2 separate regions of the Mus musculus genome follow, and region 2 is linked to region 1. The links are chromatin contacts, called in public HiChIP or PLAC-seq maps. All regions are on one chromosome and are shown on one strand. Each heading gives the region's core, a stretch centred on a gene start, on an enhancer-like site or on the middle of the called end of the contact. The rest is flanking DNA. Distances are from core to core; before and after follow the strand shown.

The links. HiChIP or PLAC-seq counts read pairs in DNA pulled down with a chosen protein or histone mark.
Region 2: an H3K4me3 HiChIP or PLAC-seq map of bone marrow-derived macrophages shows a contact between it and region 1, with 8 times the contacts expected there. The contact joins the promoter of Clec12a here to the promoter of Klrb1b in region 1. A contact is called at or near these places in 10 of 39 promoter capture datasets (the 3T3-L1 cell line, 3T3-L1-derived adipocytes, the C10 cell line and 7 more), 1 of 15 datasets of contacts at CTCF or cohesin (embryonic stem cells), 3 of 484 Hi-C or Micro-C datasets (bone marrow-derived macrophages, brown adipocytes and large pre-B cells), 12 of 115 datasets of contacts at active chromatin or transcription factors (DN3 thymocytes, the NIH/3T3 cell line, T-cell acute lymphoblastic leukemia and 8 more) and 3 of 9 other capture datasets (embryonic stem cells, liver and macrophages).

Annotation. Positions count from the first base shown.
Region 1 is chr6:128,824,104-128,827,835 of GRCm38.p6, forward strand. Klrb1b (killer cell lectin-like receptor subfamily B member 1B) reads right to left here and starts at 2,212. Exons shown (of 6, transcript NM_030599.4): 1 at 2,056-2,212. The coding sequence starts at 2,143.
Region 2 is chr6:129,348,172-129,351,888 of GRCm38.p6, forward strand. It overlaps Clec12a (C-type lectin domain family 12, member a), which reads left to right and starts at 2,073. Exons shown (of 6, transcript NM_177686.4): 1 at 2,073-2,340. The coding sequence starts at 2,250.

The DNA.
Region 1 (3,732 bases), core at 962-3,461:
TAATTAGTTATCTCTGAATGAATGAACAAACTCCAGGGGCGTTCGTACCTATTTTACCCATTGTACTATCAAAACAGACCTTTGGTCATTTAACCACAAAGAAACTAGGTCACTGCCCCCGTCCCCCTTTCCGGTCCTTTTTGCTGGCAGATCTAATCGTGGTGCTTCGAGCTTACCACAGTTTGAGTCCTTTAGCTAACAGGTCTTGGCGGTTTCACAGTTACTATGCCAGTGCGTCAGCATTTTCTCTTCAAATATTATGCTCAAACATTATTTTTATTCTAGTTATTTGTTTCTTTTCTTCAGGTTTATTTCCAGATTAGTAACCTTTAGGATAATGATTACTTCTTTTTATCTGTTTTAAAGACTTCCTAGACACTTTTTATGAATTTGGTTGTGAGCCTAGCCTTTACCGCTGAAACATCTCGACAGCCCTCTAGTTTTCTTGATTTGGGATCATAGACAGTAGGATTTGAGGAAAGCATTATTATTTTTCTCTATATTAGTCTTCTTTTTTTATTAGGTATTTTCTTATTTTACATTTCAAATGCTATCCCAAAAGTCCCCCATACCCACCCACCCCCACTTCCCTACCCACCCACTCCCACTTCTTGGCCCTGGTGTTCCCCTGTACTGGGGCATATAAAGTTTACATGACCAATGGGCCTCTCTTTCTAGTGATGGCCGACTAGGCCATCTTCTGATACATATGCAGCTAGAGACATGAGCTCTGGGGGGACTGGTTAGTTCATATTGTTGTTCCACCTATAGGATTGCAGACCCCTTTAGCTCCTTGGGTACTTTCTCTAGCTCCTACATTGGGGGCCCTGTGTTCCATGCAATAGCTGACTGTGAGCATCCACTTCTGTGTTTGCCAGGCACCAGCATAGCCTCCTAAGAGACAGCTATATCAGGGTCTTTTCAGCAGAATCTTGCTGGTTTTCTTATACCATTTTCAACAAGGTCTTTTCTCCACTTTTGTTAGGCATGATGGGAAAACAAAGACTTGCTTTTTCCCAACACAAAATAGCTGACACCATCACTCCCCGTGGAGTTATCTACCAGGCCCTCTTCCACTCTCCACTGACCCTTACGTAAACATTATAATGAAATTTATTTGGTGACTCTGAGACTTTCTCCTTGACTCAAACCTTTGACAATTTAATAGTTTCTAACAAGAACCACTAAAGTTGGAAGTCCACATGTTACAACACATAGAGAACATCATATTGGAAAACAACTGCCCTGTGTTCAGTTAGACAGCAGACTAGAATTTTGTTTTCATGATTATTTTATACACTCTCTACCTGAGTTTCTGTTCTCTTACATCTCAGCCATCCTTATGTCACATACTTCACCTCTTGGTAGACTTCCACATTTCTTTTGCTAGAATCATTAAATCCTCTGGTGGACAAGAGTGCTACTTTTGGCCAGCATTGAAAGATTAATTCCCAACTGGCTCAGGTAACTTGTGGTTCCTCCACTTATAGCTGTTATACTTTGCAAGAGAGAAAGAACCAGCTTTTTAACAAATTGAATAAATTTTAATATATAAAAATTACTGGCTTTTAATTTAATTCAGACCTTTCATTTTTACTATGACTTTCCCCACAACGAATGTCTTCCTTTTCAGGCGACAAAGACATTAACAATGACGTCTACACACTTCACTGTGAAGGGAGAGCTGGGGTTGCCACCAAGGTAGAACGGGATCGTAGTGTCCATGTTCTGTAGACGAATTTGGAATTAGCAATGGAATGCAGCAAGTATCTCTTAAACCACCCCTTGGCTCATGGGAGTAAAATATTCTTTCTTAGAATTCTTAGCAAAGGCAGAATAGGAGAAGTAATGTTCGGATTTCCTTCTGACTACACGAGTAAAAATGGACTCTATGGCATTTGTAGAACTGTGGTTTTCTGCAGGCAGGATAGCTATACTATTTAACTCTAACATATACCTGCTTGTCACCTTTAAATCAATGACTTACACCCATAAGTTTTGGAGGATAATCTTAACTCTGGAAGATAATTCAAATGCCAGAAGCAAGCTGCTTACCTGGGGAAAGAGATGGAGGTGAATCATGCTTAGGTTCTTGGATCCTGGCTAGGTTTAAATCTGCATAGACCAGTGTTGTTGAATCCATTGTAGATGGAGGGACTTGACACCGGCCTCGTGAACAGGGACAAACTTTGAGTCCTGTGAGGTGAAATGAGCCAAAAAGGAAGTCCGCTGGGTATGCTGTGCTGTGTGTGTCCACACCCGCCCACACTGGTGGCTGAGGGTTTCTCCATAGCTATTGACCTGGTGTCTGTCCTACTCTCAGGCTTCCTTTTCTTTTTTTCTTTAGACAAGAATGTGCCACATACAGAACGTACGGTTTGGTTTCTAACAAATTTCTGGAAAGGTCTTTCTTATGTTCTTATTCCTCTAACCATCCGTTATGAGTTATCCTCTCAGATCTCCAATGAGTGAAATATTTATCCTGAGTTCAAATTTACCTTTCCCTCAGCCCCCAGGGATTAAGATGTGTGACATTTTATTCTATGTTATGAAAATGTGGATTAGGACACAAATGTCCACGGTACTATCTGACGTGAGTTGAAGCTCTAACATCCTCCTGAAATTTGCATACTGTGAAGGGAGCTGTGGATTGTGGAGATGCTGCTGTGGTGAGAACCCATGGCAACACAACAGGAAAAGCAGCAGGTCCCACTCAGTGCTGTTCTGAGCTAAGGGCTCCATCATTCAGAGCTCAGGGAGTGGAGGACTTGGGTCTATGGGATGTGCTAACTCATCGAAGGATTTGTAGGCCTAGAGCCTTAGAGCAAGGACCACAAATGCCCCCATGTCGGGTATTGTCATATCACAAGTGAAAAAGAAGAAGAAAATCAAGGATTTCCTTAAAGCCACTTTCTGTGGTCAGAGTGGAGTTGAACAAGTATCGGGTACTGGCAGCAGTCTGCTGGCTGTGAGTTCTAGGAGACAGGGGATGTGTACAGACAACTTGGGGCTCACACTCATTTTTCCATGACCATAATGACTATGAAGTATGGGTAAGCCTGTGTTAGTATCTCACAGATCACTTAAGACACTGTGAAATGTCCTCAGCTGTCACTGATGACAGTCCCCTCACTCAATACTCATGCTATTGAAACCTAAGACTTCAACAAGTGTATGGGATTCTCCAGACTTGTCCATCCTGAGAGATCCTATGTATTTATTTTGCTCAGATTACTAAACCTAGCAGGCAACAGTACTAATTTCAACCAGTGCTGAAATGTTAGTGTATATATAAATTTCAAATACATCAGGACCTCAGGCTTTAGTATATATAAGAATCACCTGAAAGTTTGTTAATAATTCACTTCCTATACTTAACCCTCCTCTCTTCCCTAGATATCACGAGTATCTTCAGTGGGAAATGTGTGAATAACATTCCAAATATTTGAGGTGGCTCATGGATTATGCTTAAGCAAACAGCCTTCGGGTCAGTGAATAAGAGGATAGATTAGAAAGATCAATAGAGTACAGAGAAGTCTGAAGCTGAGATTAGATGAAAAATAAATCTTTGAGGATTGACGTTTAAGGTGGTTTTTAGGTTTACTTTATTATTGTATGTGTATTGGTGTTCTGTGGGTGTGAGCTGCCATGTTGCCATGTAAGGTGGGAATTGTCCCTCTGGAAGGACAGCTGGTGCTCTTGACTACTGAGCCATCTCTGCAAGCCCAACAT
Region 2 (3,717 bases), core at 823-3,322, 520 kb after region 1:
GCTTAGAGCAAAGAACAAAGGCTGTAAAGTCATCCCAGGAACCAACTAGCCATAAAGAGAGGGAAGACATACAAGAATGTCTGGACTGGCCCAGCGCCTCCCTATCTCCCGCCCTTCTGATCTAAGTTAAATGTTAACCAGATGCTCTGCTGTTACCTCGATCTGCATGTACAGTCTGCTGATGTTTAAATGAGCCAATCATGTGAAACCACGCCAATTCCTCCCCCAGTCCCAGACCCTTTTCTATAAAAACCTCTAGCTTTTAAGCCTCGTGGTCGAATCCACTGTCTCCTGTGTGAGATGACCCGGAGCTCCACCATTAAACTACCTTGTGCATTTACATCAAGTCGGTCTTTTCGTGATTCTTTGGGTGCACGCCAAATTGGGAATTGAGTGGGGGGTTCCTCACTAGGTTCTTTCACAGCAAGGACGGTCTCTCATGAGTTCTTGGGGGGTCTCGTCATCCTGAGACTTGAATGAGAGTCTCCCCTCTTCGGGAGTCTTTCAAAACCAAACAAAATTTTCGTATCCTTTCTAGCTATAATTTCAAGAGAAAAAGCACCTTATTACTTGCTGAACCCAATAATCACAATCAGAGATTTTTCTAGGAGGAACAACTGTCAGCTTCTTTACCATAGAACTTGAGAAGCTGCTGGGCCCTTTAAAAGCAGCATGGCAGGTAATCAGCCCCTAGCAGGGCTTCTCCAGCTGTGATTGACTCCTAACTATAGGTGCAGGGCTCCAAAGGACAATTAAGACTGCCTTTAAACAAGCTAAATTAAATCAGGGGGTGGGCAGCCAGCACATAAAGTTTTAGCCATTTTTTTCTTTTCAACACTAAACACGAACAACAATCATTCAAACAACGAAACAAAAACAGGTGTAAATTGACACACATGGACAGATTGGTGCACCAAGGACAGACAATAGACAGAGAGGGAAGAGAACTTGATGTCCTAAAGGGACCTAGAACCAGGACTAAGGATATCTCCAGTAGGAGCCAGAGAGGAAGCAGGATGTCTTCTGATTTCCTCCTGTCCCAAGGAGAGCTCTGAAATAGCTTATCTCTTTTGCTAACATGTCCTGGACAGGGGATACCTGCTTTTCTGAAACCTATTCTCTCTCTCTCTCTCTCTCTCTCTCTCTCTCTCTTTCTCATGTCATTTGAATACCATTTCTACTTCTGGGCACCATGGACAGCATAAATCTACTTGTGCTAAGAATTTTTCTAACATCTGTTTTTAAACCCTGCTCCTCTCACCTGATGCAACTCTTGGCTGTGGAGAAATGGCTATATAGAATTCCCCTGTCCCGTTGAGCTGTTACCCCTAGGTGAAGTTGGCTTCGGGTCAACACCTCTTCAGCCCAGCTGTATGCCCTTAATACACCTCCTGCAACAACAGCCTCCCTAAAATAAACTAACTAGTGTTAGCATTAATGTTGTTCATTACTGGGCAGGATACCATTACTTCTTCTGTTTTCTGTGGAGCTCCACTCAAGCCAGTGTTTCTCAGTGCTTCCTCCCACTTCCCCATTTTCAGGCCTCAAGCTATGCACCACCTGTAGCCATCCAGTAGCCACTGAGAACTGGGTTAACCTGAAAGGGGGGCTGGGAATGAAAAGGACTATGGGCTGCAAGAAAAGGATGAAGCCAAGATCAAGGCAAAGTTTAATTCTGCAGCTCCAGGTAAAAAGGGAAGACCACAAAACCCAACCTTTGTTTAGGCTGTATTATGTTGCAAAGCAAGCTCAGTGAGCTTATTTCAGGAACTTGCAGGTGCAGCAAGGCGATAACTCCACTTGAGCCTGCTCAAGGTTGGGGGAAGGGCATGGTGGTGCACCAGGGAGCATTTGAGATTTGAATCACTCCGATTATTTCCCTGTTTCAGAGTTTAATCATATGCTGTTTCTGCACTGTGTGGTAGGAGCAAATTGCGCAACTCGTATGAAGCTAATATTATCCAAGCACAGTTTAAAAAATTACCTTATGTAAAGAAAAAGGAAGAAATATGAGGAAGAAAAGTGTTCCTCTTTCAATCTTATTTATTCTTGTCTGAGGCAATAAACTGACTGTGGCTCATAGACACATATTTGAGAGTCTGGCATAGTGGTTTTTCAAAAGGAAATTTGAGCTTGTGAGGTTAGCCACAGTTTACAGAGGGTTGAAAGTCTAGGTAGGCTTACTTAACTGTCAGCCCTCTCACCTTTTTCGAAGGACATTTTCTGGAGCCTTCTTTGAATATTCATCAATGTCTGAAGAAATTGTTTATGCAAATCTCAAAATCCAGGACCCTGATAAAAAAGAAGAAACCCAGAAGTCTGACAAATGTGGGGGAAAAGGTAAGATTTTGAGCCATGGATGAGATGGCAGTGACCACAGATTCATGCAATGTGAATTTTTAATTTTTATTTCTTTAAATTTTAATATGCCATATGAATTTTTGTTCAGCCTTTCATTTAAACCCCAAATAACAAAGTGATTAAAAATAATTTTTTTCTTTAAAGCATAAGGTATTTCTTTAAGCCATTGTAATACAACATTGTATTTTACATTTTTAATATTAAATTAAATTGAGGTATGTGGAAAGAGATTGTATTTTCAAATGACAGTGTTTTATTGTGAAGGTTTTGTTTTGTTTTGGTGTGTGTGTGTGTGTGTGTGTGTGTGTGTGTGTGTGTGTGTGTGTGTGAAGCCATGGAATTAGGACTATACCTTATTCAGGAAAGTCATGGGCTTATATGTTCTTGCTAGATTTTTGAACGCAAACTGCTTGAAGTGTAGGAGAAAGACAAAGAAGGGGAGAACATTTTTTATTTTTAAATCTGGCTTCTCTCCTCATTGTTCATGGAGCTTGCTCTGATCCAGATCTTCAGGAGTTTCCATATTTTATCCTAGCATTCAAATCTCTACTCTTTGTCTTAAATTTAGGTTAAATTTAATCTGTGTATGTGTGTGCATATGTGTATGAACATGTATGAGTGTGTGTGTGTGTGTGTGTGTGTGTGTGTGTGTGTGCACGCGCATATGTGTACGTGTGTGTATATGTGTGCTTGTGCCACAGTGCTTGTGTGGCAGCCTGAGGACAGTTTGAGGAGACAGTCCTCTCCTTGCATCATGTGAACCACCAGGAATTTCCCTTAGGTTATAAGGCTTGCAAAGCAAGTACAGTTAGGCCCTGAGCTACTTCTGAGTCATGTCTCTACCTCATTGCTGTGCCTTTCTGCTGTTTTTATATTGCTGAGCATTCCATTTTAAGATTGCTCTTTTGGTAGATCTAAGGGAGTGGTTCTCTAATCTCAGATATCCAGTAAGATTGGAAGTTCAAGGCCTACTTGGGCTATGAGAGAGTTCAGAGTCAACCTGTGCAGTCAGTTAAGTGAGATCCTGTCTCAAAATAAGAGGTAAGAAGAGAGCTGAGGATACAGCTGAGTGCTAAAGCACTCATTTAGCATATTCAAGGCTCTACTCTCAATACAATATAACACAACATGACATACTCAGCACAACACCCAAAACATATCAAAACCTACAGGAAATTCCTTCACACTGTGCATTCTCTGTGACACATCCCCCTGGTTTTCACTATCCCTGTGGCTGAGCTGGTTTTGTTCTTCTGCTTGTCCTGGCTTGATTGTGTTCTTTGATGGAGCACTGGAGGGCTCTTCCTAGGTCTCTTGCTCTAGTGTCACTCTACATGCATTTCTAAGTTATCTCGT